Linked DNA regions of Danio rerio: region 2 is linked to region 1. A link is a contact called in public HiCAR-type data. All regions are on one chromosome and are shown on one strand. The core of a region is the stretch at or near the end of the contact, and the rest is flanking DNA. Distances in the headings are between cores, read along the strand shown.

The links. HiCAR-type assays count read pairs that join an accessible place to other places.
Region 2: a HiCAR-type map of caudal fin shows a contact between it and region 1, with 4 times the contacts expected there. The contact joins the promoter of sh2d1aa here to the promoter of si:dkey-13n15.11 in region 1. A contact is called at or near these places in 2 of 18 Hi-C or Micro-C datasets (caudal fin and an unstated tissue) and 1 of 4 datasets of contacts at active chromatin or transcription factors (caudal fin).

Annotation. Positions count from the first base shown.
Region 1 is chr5:21,951,512-21,957,755 of GRCz12tu, reverse strand. It overlaps si:dkey-13n15.11, which reads right to left and starts at 2,279. Exons shown (of 13, transcript XR_012406809.1): 1 at 2,157-2,279; 2 at 1,558-1,801; 3 at 1,192-1,341; 4 at 1-61.
Region 2 is chr5:22,016,854-22,023,097 of GRCz12tu, reverse strand. sh2d1aa (SH2 domain containing 1A duplicate a) reads right to left here and starts at 3,774. Exons shown (of 3, transcript NM_001114691.1): 1 at 3,638-3,774; 2 at 2,002-2,062. The coding sequence starts at 3,774. LOC100536577 (butyrophilin-like protein 2) reads right to left here. Exons shown (of 16, transcript XM_073952114.1): 16 at 5,184-6,244.

The DNA.
Region 1 (6,244 bases), core at 1,030-3,529:
TGATATTGTAGATGACAGTCTCCGATGGTGAACAGCACAGACTTCTACTTTTTCTGAAAGACTGAAAATACATATAAAAAAAGATACATAACTACGACTTAAGACTACAGGTTAATATATACACATTACAGAATGCTTTTAACAGTAGTTTTTGAGCTTAGCATGTCAACAATGCATGAGATTTTCAACTGAACAGCTATATTACAGAACAGCTTTAAAGTTAGTAAAGCAATTACAAAGAAGACCACCTAATGTATCTATTCTTTATCAATTTTAATTAATTACTGAAAACCATAGAGAATCAAAAATGTATATGTATGTATGAACTAGGCATGGGACGATAACCGTGTTCAAGGTATACCGCGGTTTGGAAGAGTCAAGGTTTTGAAACCGCCAACATTTTCTGCAATACTGTTCCCAGGGGCGGACTGGCCATCTGGCAATTCTGGCAAATGCCAGAAGGGCCGGACCATTTTTTTAAATGTGGGCCGGTCAGTTTTTTATTTTTATTTTATTATTATTTTTTATATGTATTGTTTTTATATGCAGGCAGCTTTTATCTCGTGCAACATGTGAATATTATGATGACGTTGATGATGGTAATAATAGTAATAATAGTAAATAATAGTAAAATTAATAGTAAATGTTAAGCATTTGGCCCAATCGGTGATAGTTTCGAAAGGGGCCGACTCAATCAAAGGTTACGCGGACATAATCAAAATCTGGCAAGAATGTCAAACAAACAGTACGTATGGTAATGTGGGCTGGTGTGGCTATGGTGCCAGGGCTGAATTTTTGTCCCAGTCCGTCCCTGACTGTTCCTAAGATATGTGTAAGATTTTTTTATTTACATTTTTGTTTAGTTTTGTTTTTTAAGACAACAGTATCTCCAGCAGAAAGAAATATCTAAAGATGCTGTTTTAAATAGTAAAGAAATGTGTTTTTAAAACTAATGAAGACAGCAGAAGTCAATGATTAATTTTTAATTGTTTAGCCGGACATGTTTACTGTTTTAAAATATTATAAAAATATATATTTTTTAATTTTCTATATTGTTCTAACCAAGACACTTGAAAACAATATATTTTAGAGCTGTAATCACAATACTATGATACCGTGAAACTGATATTTTTATCCAAGGTTATCATACTGTCAGAATTTTATACCGGCCCATATTTAGTATGAACTCACCTGGACTGCAAATGTTGAGCTACATGACTAAATTTAGGAGGTTCAGCCATTGATCTGTCACTCTTTAAAGACACATTGCTTGGTAGAGATGATGCTGCACCCTGGAACTGGTAGTGAACAGCACATTTCTGCTCCTCTTTCTCTGAATGACTGCAATGCAGAAATTGCTAACTGTTATATTAATAATACAATTTATTAAATAGTGCATAAATATTTAAAGTGACTATACTCTAAACAAAATAATCCAAAAAAATCATATAATCACGAAAATTACAGTTATTCAACAATCGTTTTTTAAATGTTTATTATGAAAGGATTTTTCTGACACATGATCACTTTTACAGAGGTGTATTCAGCTGGACTCACCTGAGTGGAAAATGTTTCGCTTCGTCACTGAATTTAGGTGGTTCAGCCATTGATCTGTCACTCTTTAAAGACACATAACTAGGCACTGGAGATGATGCTTTCTCGAGCAAATTATGGATCCCACTCTCTTCCTCTTTCTCATCAGTAAAACTCATTTTACACGCAGTACCGCACTCCTTCTCTCTCCCCAAAAAGACACTGGACTTTGACGAAAATGATTTTTCTTCCTCCATTATAAGCACAACTAAGTTACGCGAAAAGATTTAACGTTAGGCGATACACAGCACAGTTGAACACCACGAGACAAATAAGTTACTATAAAAAAATCACCACGAGACTTCTTTGCAGAGCTTATATTTCAAACTAAAAGTCATGACTGTATATTTTCCTCATAGCGGTTAATGATTAACGTTATGCAGCACTAACGTCAAACGGGGAAACGTACAACTGAAGGAATCCTGTGTATATAAGTCTGGACATGGATGTGTTTTGTTTTGGTCTAAAGTACTCTCAACAGTATTAAATGACACCACATTTTAATGTAACGTTAATAAGAATGTATACGACTTGCTGGTTAAACTAGTTAAGTTCATAATTACCTTTAACTTTTCCTTAATTCGATTGTGTTTGTTAAGTGTTAGCATATACCGTCCTCTTTAAAAGTTCATAAGTGTTAAAGATGAAAAACCTGCTCATGTTTGTTTCTATAGTACAGTTAACTGGACACGTCCGGTTTACTAGTCGGTTAAAAGTGGCTTACATTATAGAGCCCTCTAAAGGCAACAACACGTAATAGCATGTAGATTAACGTTACGTAAAAAGCAATGCACATTCTGTGAACAAATATATGAGTATTATTTTTAGTCTTCATCAGGCCTACAGTATCATAGTGTTTGAGAGATGAGCTAAATGATGCAGTGCCAGCATTTTAACTCTGACTAATAATTATTAGTCAAATTCATGACAATATTAATTTATTAATAATTTACTATAAAAACATGTATAAAAACAATATTATTCATTAATTTTCTTTTCAGCTTAGTCCCTATTAATCTGGGGTCATCACAGCGGAATGAACCGCCAACTTATCCAGCATATGTTTTATGCAGCGAATGCCCTTCCAGCTGCAACCCATCTCTGGGAAACATCCATATACTCAATTTCACACACTACGGACAATTTAGCCTACCCAATTCACCTGTACCACATGTCTTTGGACTGTGGGGGAAACCGGAGCACCCGGAGGAAACCCACGCAAATGCGGGGAGAACATGCAAACTCCACACAGACATGCCAACTGACCCAGCCGAGGCTTTAACCAGCGACCTTCTTGCTGTGAGGCGACAGCACTACCTACAGTGCCACCGCCTTGCCACACAATTTAATATGTCTATTAAAAATATGTTTAACAAAAGAATTAAAAATAAATTTCTTTAATCTGGGAGATGTCTCTTCAATTTAAGTCGGTTTAACCAAGACTCTGAAGACTCTAAAGGTTCATAAAAAGATACGAACAGAACTAGCGAATTTTAATTTCCTAACCAGCAAATTTTACCTTGACCTTGACCTTGACCAGAACATCCATGTATTTCTTTTTATCCATATAATATACAAACACATGCATCTCAAATGGCCTGACAACACATGAATCTTAACAATCCTAACACATGTGCATTCATTCATTCATTCATTCATTCATTCAAGGATTTTCCTTCGGCTTAGTCCCTTTATTATTCAGGGGTCAGGTCGCCACAGTGGGATGAACTGCCAACTTATTCAGCATATCCAGCCGAGGCTCGAACCAGCAACCTTCTTGCTGTGAGGTGACAGCGCTATCCACTGTGCCACCACGCCGCCCGCAACCAATCATGAAAAAGGATATTTTAGATAGCTGATTATTACTAGTTCTGCTTCTCCTTATTGAGAACCAGAAAGTAGCAATATGGAAATCTCACAATAACTTTCTAATGACCTAATAACTAGGAAAAATCAGCAACTTGAATTAGGACAAGGATACAAACTCTCACAAAGGTTCAAAGGTTCTATCTTTACCGTCAAAAATATATAGAGAAATTTAGGCCACAGGAACAGTTCTTATGAAGGAAATATGTGTTAGACCAAGAAAGATATTTTAAAGGCAAAGACGAAGAATGGTTAGAATGGTCACAAAACACCTCCAAAGAGCTCCAGACATCTCGCTTCTGATAATGTCATTGTACATGATTCCACAGTATAGCGCACTCTTCACAAAGAACAGCTCAATGGAAGGGTGATGCAGAAAAAAAAAACTTTTTTTTACCAGTATTTGACTCTTGAGAAAAAAAAAATCTGGAATCTGTCAAGAGGCTGAAGGTACTTCAGGGTTTGATGCTTCAGCAGGACAATGACCCAAAGCACAACTCCAGATCTACCAAGTAATTTATGCTCGGACATAATACAATATTCTAGAATGACCATCCCAGTCCCCAGACTTGAACATTATCAAAAACCTATGCACTGATTTGAAAAGGGCTCTTCATGCCACGTGAATCTGACTGAATTGGAAATATTTTGCAAGAAAGAATGGTTCAAAATGCCTTCAGCTAAAATTCAGGGACTTATCCTTGGCTACAAGAAGCATCTACAGGCTGTTATTTCAGCAAAAGATGGCTCTGCAAAATTTTGATATCATTATTCAGTTGGGGTGCCCAAATTTATGCACCTGTCTGTTTTAGTTTGCATCTGTTCATTAAATAAGTGTTATGTCAGAACTGAAGTGTTGCTTTTCCATATGGGTATAAAATATATTCAAAAGAAGTTGCTGCTGTGCATAAAACTATATATTTAAAGTTTCTTAGTGTTTCCACCACTGATTTGGTAAATCTTGTACAATTGGAAAATCCTCAGATGCAGTACAACAGGTCATAGAATTTAACTACGAACACAGTTTTTCTTTTTACGAAAACATGTACTGTGTGTTCACAGTAAGTGCACAATAAAAAAGTTTCATATAATGCTGTTACCATCTGGGTATATTTACCATAAATATCATCCTAGAATTTTATATAATCCAAATGTACAAATCTTATTTTCAAAACAAAGTAAAAAGAAAGAGAGCATCGAAGAAACTTTGTATTATTGCATTATTGTATAAAATTTTCTTTCTAATGCACATTATTTGTTGCTTCTATGTTACATGTTGTCCTGCTAACAGTTAAAACTACACTTCCACTAAATTATCAAGCAATGGAACTCACTGGGCCATTTGTAGCTTGTGATGTTTATTCCTTTAAGACACTTGGCTTTAATATGATGCAATCAATTGTGTCTGGTATATCATCACCACGAGGTGGAGCCAAACATCAGGTATTTGCTTGTTGACACCGTGTCCATTGACCAAAATTATGTTAACAACAATTTGTTTTGCATCCATATTAAAATACATGGATAATTTTAATTAGCTTATAATTATTATTATTTTCCAGATAAAAAATATTTATCATTGTTTTTTATTTAAACAACAGACTGTGAGGCAGTATTTTGATACCTGTACAAATGTTACCCATGGAGTGAAACTGTGGGAATGTTAGCTGATATCTCTCCAAGCAAACAAATGAACAAATGAATTATTTTGATTTAGACAATCAGCCTCTGATTAAGTAAAATAATCAATAACATTAAAATGAGCTTAAATTTCCAACATGATTGCTGGTGACTTTCTAATATGTTTGTCTGTAAAAATATTGTGTCATTTTTAGATTTTCTTTAATACTTTTTATCTTGACATTTTTATATGAAACCAACTGTAGTGAAACGCTTGGTTTAATCCAAACAAAAATATATATTTGTTAAAAGACATATAACAAGTGACACATGTCTTTTTCACACAAAAACAAGTGACACATGTCTTTTATTTTTACTAACAATAGTATGCCTGTTATCACCACATGCTAATAACTTCCTCTGTCAACACAATAAATGAATTCCCAGAATTAGTTGACAAATTCCAGACGCAATTGCTTGTAAATAGCTCATTAATGGGCCGCAGCTCAAAGGCTTGTATGTATTTGGTCAGGAGGTCCTGAACGGTCATCATTTAAACTCAATAAACACACTGGAGGGTCTACATTGTTTCCCATCCACGATTTAAAGGGATAGTTCCCCCAAAAATAAAATGAATTTCATTTACTCATTTAGTCACTCGCTTAGTTCCTTTTTTCATCAGGGGTCGCCACAGCGGAATGAATGGCCATTGATATCCATTAGAGGTAAAAAAATAAAAACCTTGAGTACATTTCTCATTATTATTCATAGCGGAGATTTCTTATCCTATGAGAAGAGCCTGCTTCTTAATTCTTCATAAAAAAAAGAATTGGGATCAGAAGACATGGGATCAGCTTTCACTGCTATGCAGATGATACTTATTTATATATTTCAACTAAACCTGATGAGATGTCTAAACTGTCTAAGCTAACTGAGTGTATTAAAGATATTAAAGACTGGATGACCAACAATTTTCTTCTCTTAAACTCAGACAAAACAGAATTATTACATATTGGGCCTAAATCCTGTACACAGTAGATACACAAGTATCTGTACAAGTAGAGGGATACAAAGTTAGCATTAGCGCTACTATAAGAGATCTGTGTGTCATATTAGACAGCAATTTAACTTTTGAAAACTATATATCCCATGTTACAAAAACTGC
Region 2 (6,244 bases), core at 2,525-5,024, 64 kb before region 1:
TACATTAGATGTTACCTACGCTATTGGAACATGTCAACAGAGCCGGCATTTTAATAAAGGGTAGCGCTCCTTTGAAATGAATGTGGGACCAAAGTGTAGTGGAAGACAGGCCATCCAGAGCCAGAGATACATACACATATACATATATCTATGATTGGGATTTTTCCCGATGGTCAGTATGCAAATGTATTTTTAATATTGTAAAAATTATCATTTGAAATTACTTTTCTTCATTAGTAGATGAGCAATCGCAAGGGCATTGCTGACAAAGAGCATTTGTGTGTGTGAATTGAAATGTATCATCCTCCCTCTGTTAAATTTGATCTAATTCTAACGGAGGATGCGATTTGTTTGTGAGTGAATTGTCGTTATGAACAACTTGTATTATTGTCGGCTAAGTGAACAAGTTTCTAGCACCGCAGCTTCTAGTTGTCATTTTCATTTACATTGTTTGCTTGTTTTATTCTACAAAATTAACATTAGCCTATTAATAAGTGCAAGTGCTACTTTGTCTTATGGTCAGTGCAGTAAGTGACCATATTATCATCAATAACGTTACTTTTTTAACAAAAGTTTGTAACATGAAAACCTAAAAAAAAAAAAACTAAATCTTACTTATAAAAAGTTCTGCTTTTGTGCTTTGTTTTCTCATAACTATACCCCATACACAGCGCAAAAGACCAGCATCTTCAGATTGGCTGTAGTTTTAACTAGTGCGGTTGAATGACTTTTGTCCTGGTAGCATTGTACAAATGTGTCTGCGGTGACTCATACTCAGGGTCCGTATGCGATATCTAGTGTATATATCTATGCAAGATGTGCACCAACAATGTCCTCTTTTAAACTCTACAGAAATTAAACTTTCCCACTTTGGTCTTACTATTGGAAGATGCCATCAATGTCCACGAGGCTGGTTAAATTTAGCCATGAAACCTCCAACACTTAATTGGCCAGTGTTTCAGTTCTTTTGTCCAACCCCCGTATATAACATTCAGACAGTAGCATGTCACTCAGGCATAAAGATTTGTCTGTCATGAAGAATTGTTTGACTTTCTTCTAGTGGCTGGTAGTTGACGTTCATAAGCTGCTGGAAACAGTGGTGTTAAGCATGAAATTATTTTGCCCTATTAATGTTCTAAGCAGCTTAACAAGCAGTTTACCCTTTTGAACTATATATGTTTATCTGTGTTTTGAAGTTTCACATCTTGCCATTGCTTTGATGCCTGTATGTGTGGGTGATATGAAAGGGCAGAGATGTACACGAGTCAGGCTATAAATGCATGCAACACAGTGACCACAAACAGGAGAGAAAAAGTCAGCAGTGTACTTAAACATAGCAGCGCTCTTCTCGTTTTGTCTGAAAATGACAAGTCATTAATTTAGCAAGCAGCTTTAACAGGAAACAACATAGTCTCAACTGCATTTATATTGCATCTTTTAAATGTGCAATGAGGAAGTATTTATTCTGATCTTGTGACATTGATATAAGTTAATCAAAACAATCTTTTTTTTATGCATTTTAAAATGTTTTGTTGTTGTTGCTCATGGCCAAAAACTAATTGTAGATCTTCCAGAAATAACACAGTTGTGACTAATAAGATTATACTGGTTAACCCTTTGACTGCCCCTCCACCAAATGGTTGACCATGTTTTGACTGTTTAAAATAAAGGCTTACACACACAGCATTGTTGGTTTACAAAAAAAAAAAAAAACATAATCCTGTTGCACTACTACACTTAATTTTGGTGAAAAACAAAACAAAACAAGGAAGCATGTTAAATGAGAACATGAAATGCATGCATACCTGGCATACTCCAAAAAATAAAGGTGATTTTGTAAATTTAATAAATTATGGCATGTGTTGAAACATAATTAGCAACATTAGGAGTTGCCTAAATGCCTAAAATGCAATCCAAACATTTATTTATTGATGGGGTAGTTAAAGGGTTAATGAACTTGCAAACTTATTTGGGATTTACTTAAAGAAATGTAAAACATACCTCTATTGTCCAGAGGCCGCCCTTATTGAAAATTCTGTAGGTGTAAACCCATCCATCACACCTGGAGATTTACACAGATTGTAAATAGCTGACACTCAGATTCAGATTGCCAGATTGATGACAACAACAGAATCTTTCAAATGCATGTCCAATATTTATCTGGTTATTGTTTTTGGTCATAGAAAATGTCCAATTAATGGCAGTTGAATTCTATCTCTCCCTCCTGTTACTTTTGCCCTGTTTGTGTTACATAGTGCTGATGTTTTAATCCCCCTCATCTGGCAACACAGACTGTTTAAATGCTTTATAGTAGGACACAATCCCCAATTCAGTAAATAGTTCTGTCCATAATTTACATTGAATGGACAGGAGAAAACAATATGCACATTGATTAATTCCTTTAGCAACTGCTTTCCTAAGCAACTTTACAGTTGGTTAGTTTTCATACCCTTCCAAAAACAGAAGAATCCTCCCTACATGCCCCAACAAGTACTTTCAAATTCAAAATGGCGGACAAGGTTTTGGCAATTATGGCATATGGGATATTTTTGTTTTCAGCATCACCTAAGGAATAATTTGAGCTCAATTTCTTTAATAAAATTTCCCTAAATTTCATGTCTCCTGTCCACCCAGCCTCCCAAAATGCCAGTACATTATCTGTTGTTTTCATTCATTCATTTATTTATTCTTTTTCCTTTTGGCTCAGTCCCTTTATTAATCAGGGGTTGCCACAGTGGAATGAACCGCCAACTTATCCAGCATATGTGGATACCCTTCCAGCGGCAACCCAATCAATGGGAAACACCCATACACTCTCATTCACACACACATGTACTGCGGACAATTTAGCCTACCCAGTTCACCTATGCTGCATATCTTTGAGCCCAGAGGAAGCCCACATGCAAACATGCAAACTTTAAACAGACATGCCAACTGACCCATTCCAGGTTTAAACCACCGAACATGCCATTTTTCCAACCTTGTCAGCTTGTCCTACCTCCCATTCAAAAAGTAGGTAGCACATTTTGATGATGCACTATGCTACTCGTCAGATTTTGCTACCAGTGTAAATTTTAATGTAGAGCAGTGTGATATGAAGCTGTATATCACCCTAACCTACATAATCCCTAACCTCAACCTCAGAACGATTCAAATACAATGTTGGTAGCATCTGATGGGTAGGATAAAATGTCAGGTCACCGCCACTTCTGTTCGCCTATTTTACATTTAGGCTACTGATTTTTCTATATATTCTTTCTTATACATTATGTCAAACTGCTTAAATGTCAATAAAAATCAGTTTGTTAAACTGTAGAGTTGAATTATCAACATCAAAAGTCGACAGAGCAGAGATCAGGTCCCATTATGTAATTCACAAGTTGTAAACAAACGAAAAACACTGTTTACACGCTATCTGCACATAATCTGAGCACACATCACGGAGACGTCTGTTAGATCAGTGTTGTTTACATCAAGAAGACCTGGATAATTTTCTCAAGTGCTATACCTGTGTCTCCAGTCAAATAGACGCCAATAATATAACTGGATCTTTCTTTTCTATTATTTAGACTGTTCGTAAAACAGCTCTTTTAAAGACGCTTATCAGATCTTTGTACACAGCAGATGTTTTACTCACAGCACACACACGCAGTAAGCGCCGGCGGAGCTCAGACTGTCTCTGATCAGATAGCTGCCATCTCTGCCCGTGGAGCACAGGATGTCTTCTGCCTGCTTCTTACTGATTGACCCATGATATTCTGCCAAATCCTCCATTGTATCGCACAGTCTCTCAAAATTACTCACACACACATACAAGATCAGTGCAAGCTTCAGTGTAAAGGAAGTCTGCATATAGGCTTGCTGATTCAAGATCAGTATTCTCTACACATGTGACACATCCTCATTTTTTAAACAAGATACGATTCTATTCACCAACTACTTCGTATGTTTTGCACATGAATCAGCTGGGCACTTTTCTTACTTAAAATGTCGATTGCAATATTAGTTTTGCTGTATTGTTTAGTATTGCAAGAAAACACTGCCACCGACTTAATCCTGTTTATTCTCAGTAGCGCCTCTTGAGAGCACGTTGCAAAAATGCTGCACTACTGCTGTCCATAAGAGGGCGCTGCCGTTCTATTATTATTCTCTCTCTCTCTCTCTCTCTCTCTCTCTCTCTCTCTCTCTCTCTCTCTCTCTCCCTCTCTCCTAATCAAACACACATGAACTAGCTAATCAAGGTCTTACTATGTATACTTGAAACACCAAGGGTGTGATGAGACAAATTAGAGCTAAACCCTGCAGGGAAACCGGCCCTTCAGGACCGAGATTGGTGACCCCTGATTTATAGAGTAAAATATAAGTTTTAACTGGATTTTTTTTTCATGAATAGTATAACAATTTAATTAACTATTATTATTATATTATTACAATAATATTTACACTGACTGGGTCAGTTTAATACGTAAAATATGTAGACAAACTTTTTAACTCATTTTAACACATAAGCTCGTTGAGGGTCATTAGAAGTTGGTAGTACTAGGTTTATTTTTCTTATGTTTTTTATTTTTTTATTTTTTTCAAAAAAAGTATGAAAGGCTCTACTATATCACTGTCTCCACGCGGGGGCACTGTCGTTCTGTAAAGACCGAATCACAACTAGTAAATGGTCGAATTCATTAAATTAGTCTTTAAAACTTTTTTGTTGATAAGTAGAATTAGCAAACACTGTCAATCCATTGGGTCACTTACATGCTTGGGGCAATTCAAGGCCTATATGGTTACAAAATACACCGGAAAGGAACATTTATAAGATTTAGTGAAGAATAGGCATTGTTTTTGCTAAAGTATTTGCATATGTCGTTTATTTAAACAGGGTTTTGGCGAACTGTTTACAAAAAGTAAAAAATATAATAACAATAATAAGATATTAACGCAAATTAAACTCAATTTACATCTTCATTTTGTTCAAAAGTTTTCACTCCCTGGATCTGTCATTAAAAACACACATAATTTAATAGTTTATTAAGAATACATGTAAACCTTTGAAAAAGTTTTTTTTTTTAATAAATTCAACTCCCTTGATTTATGTGTAAAATATTTTTGTGAAATATTTAAAATTTGGGTTAGTACAAACAAAAAAATTACAGTTTAAAACATTTAAGCACACTTGTATTCAGAAAACGGGTACATAAATTTTGCTTTAATAAACAATCTTCATAGAAAATATATTAATTCAAAATGATACAGGCTTTAGCTTAAAACATAATAATTTCCAGCGTTTCAACTTTACAAAATCTATAATATATATATGGCATTTTCACATAATAAATCCTCACATCTGATGAAAGACAAGCACAATTACAAAAACAAATCGAATATTCAATAAGCAACAAGAACTCTATACCAGTGGTCTCAAACTCAGTTCCTGGAGGGCTCTACATAGTTTAGCTCCAACCACCTTCAACTCACTCCTGCTTAATAGTCTTTAGTAGTCTTAAACACCTTGATTAGTAGGAGGCAGAGCTGCGACCTTCCAGAAATCGAGTTCGAGACCTATGATCTATACCGAGAGTGCCCTGCTTATTTTAGCTCCAAACCTGCCTCAACACACCTGCACAGATGTTTCTAGAAAGCCTACTAAAGCTGTGGTCACAAATATCTGTAGTACGGCACTGGGAAAAGGGGCGGGATTGAACAAGATGATTAGACATTGAAAAAGCAGGTGATTAAACTATATTTTAAATTTGTGTCCAGAGAGGTCATGTTTTGATCTTCGATTGTTCTCACGCAATCATGTGATGCGATTTCAAAGGTCAGAGTTCACCAAGCTTGAACTTTCCAACGCAGCGAACTGCGAAACTTGCCGCAGAACCTTGCGTTTCCAGTCTGACGCAGTCTTGTGCATATACTGTAAATGGAAGTCAATATGGAGAAATTCCAGTGTGACCGCAGCTTAAAAGCTTGATTAGTTAGCCTAGGTGTGTCCGACTGGAGTTGGAACTAAACTTTGCAGGACACCGGCCCTCTAGAACTGAGTTTGGGCACCCCTGCTCTATACTATATATACAGTGAACCATAAGGCATAGTTCATTAATGAATACTTATAAATGAATGAATATTTATCACAGTAATTTATATAGTTTGTGGTTAGTTAAACATATAGTAATATTGTAATTTCAACTCTAAAGAAAAAAAAAACGGTCACACTTTACAAGAAGGTTTATTAGTTAATGTTAATTAA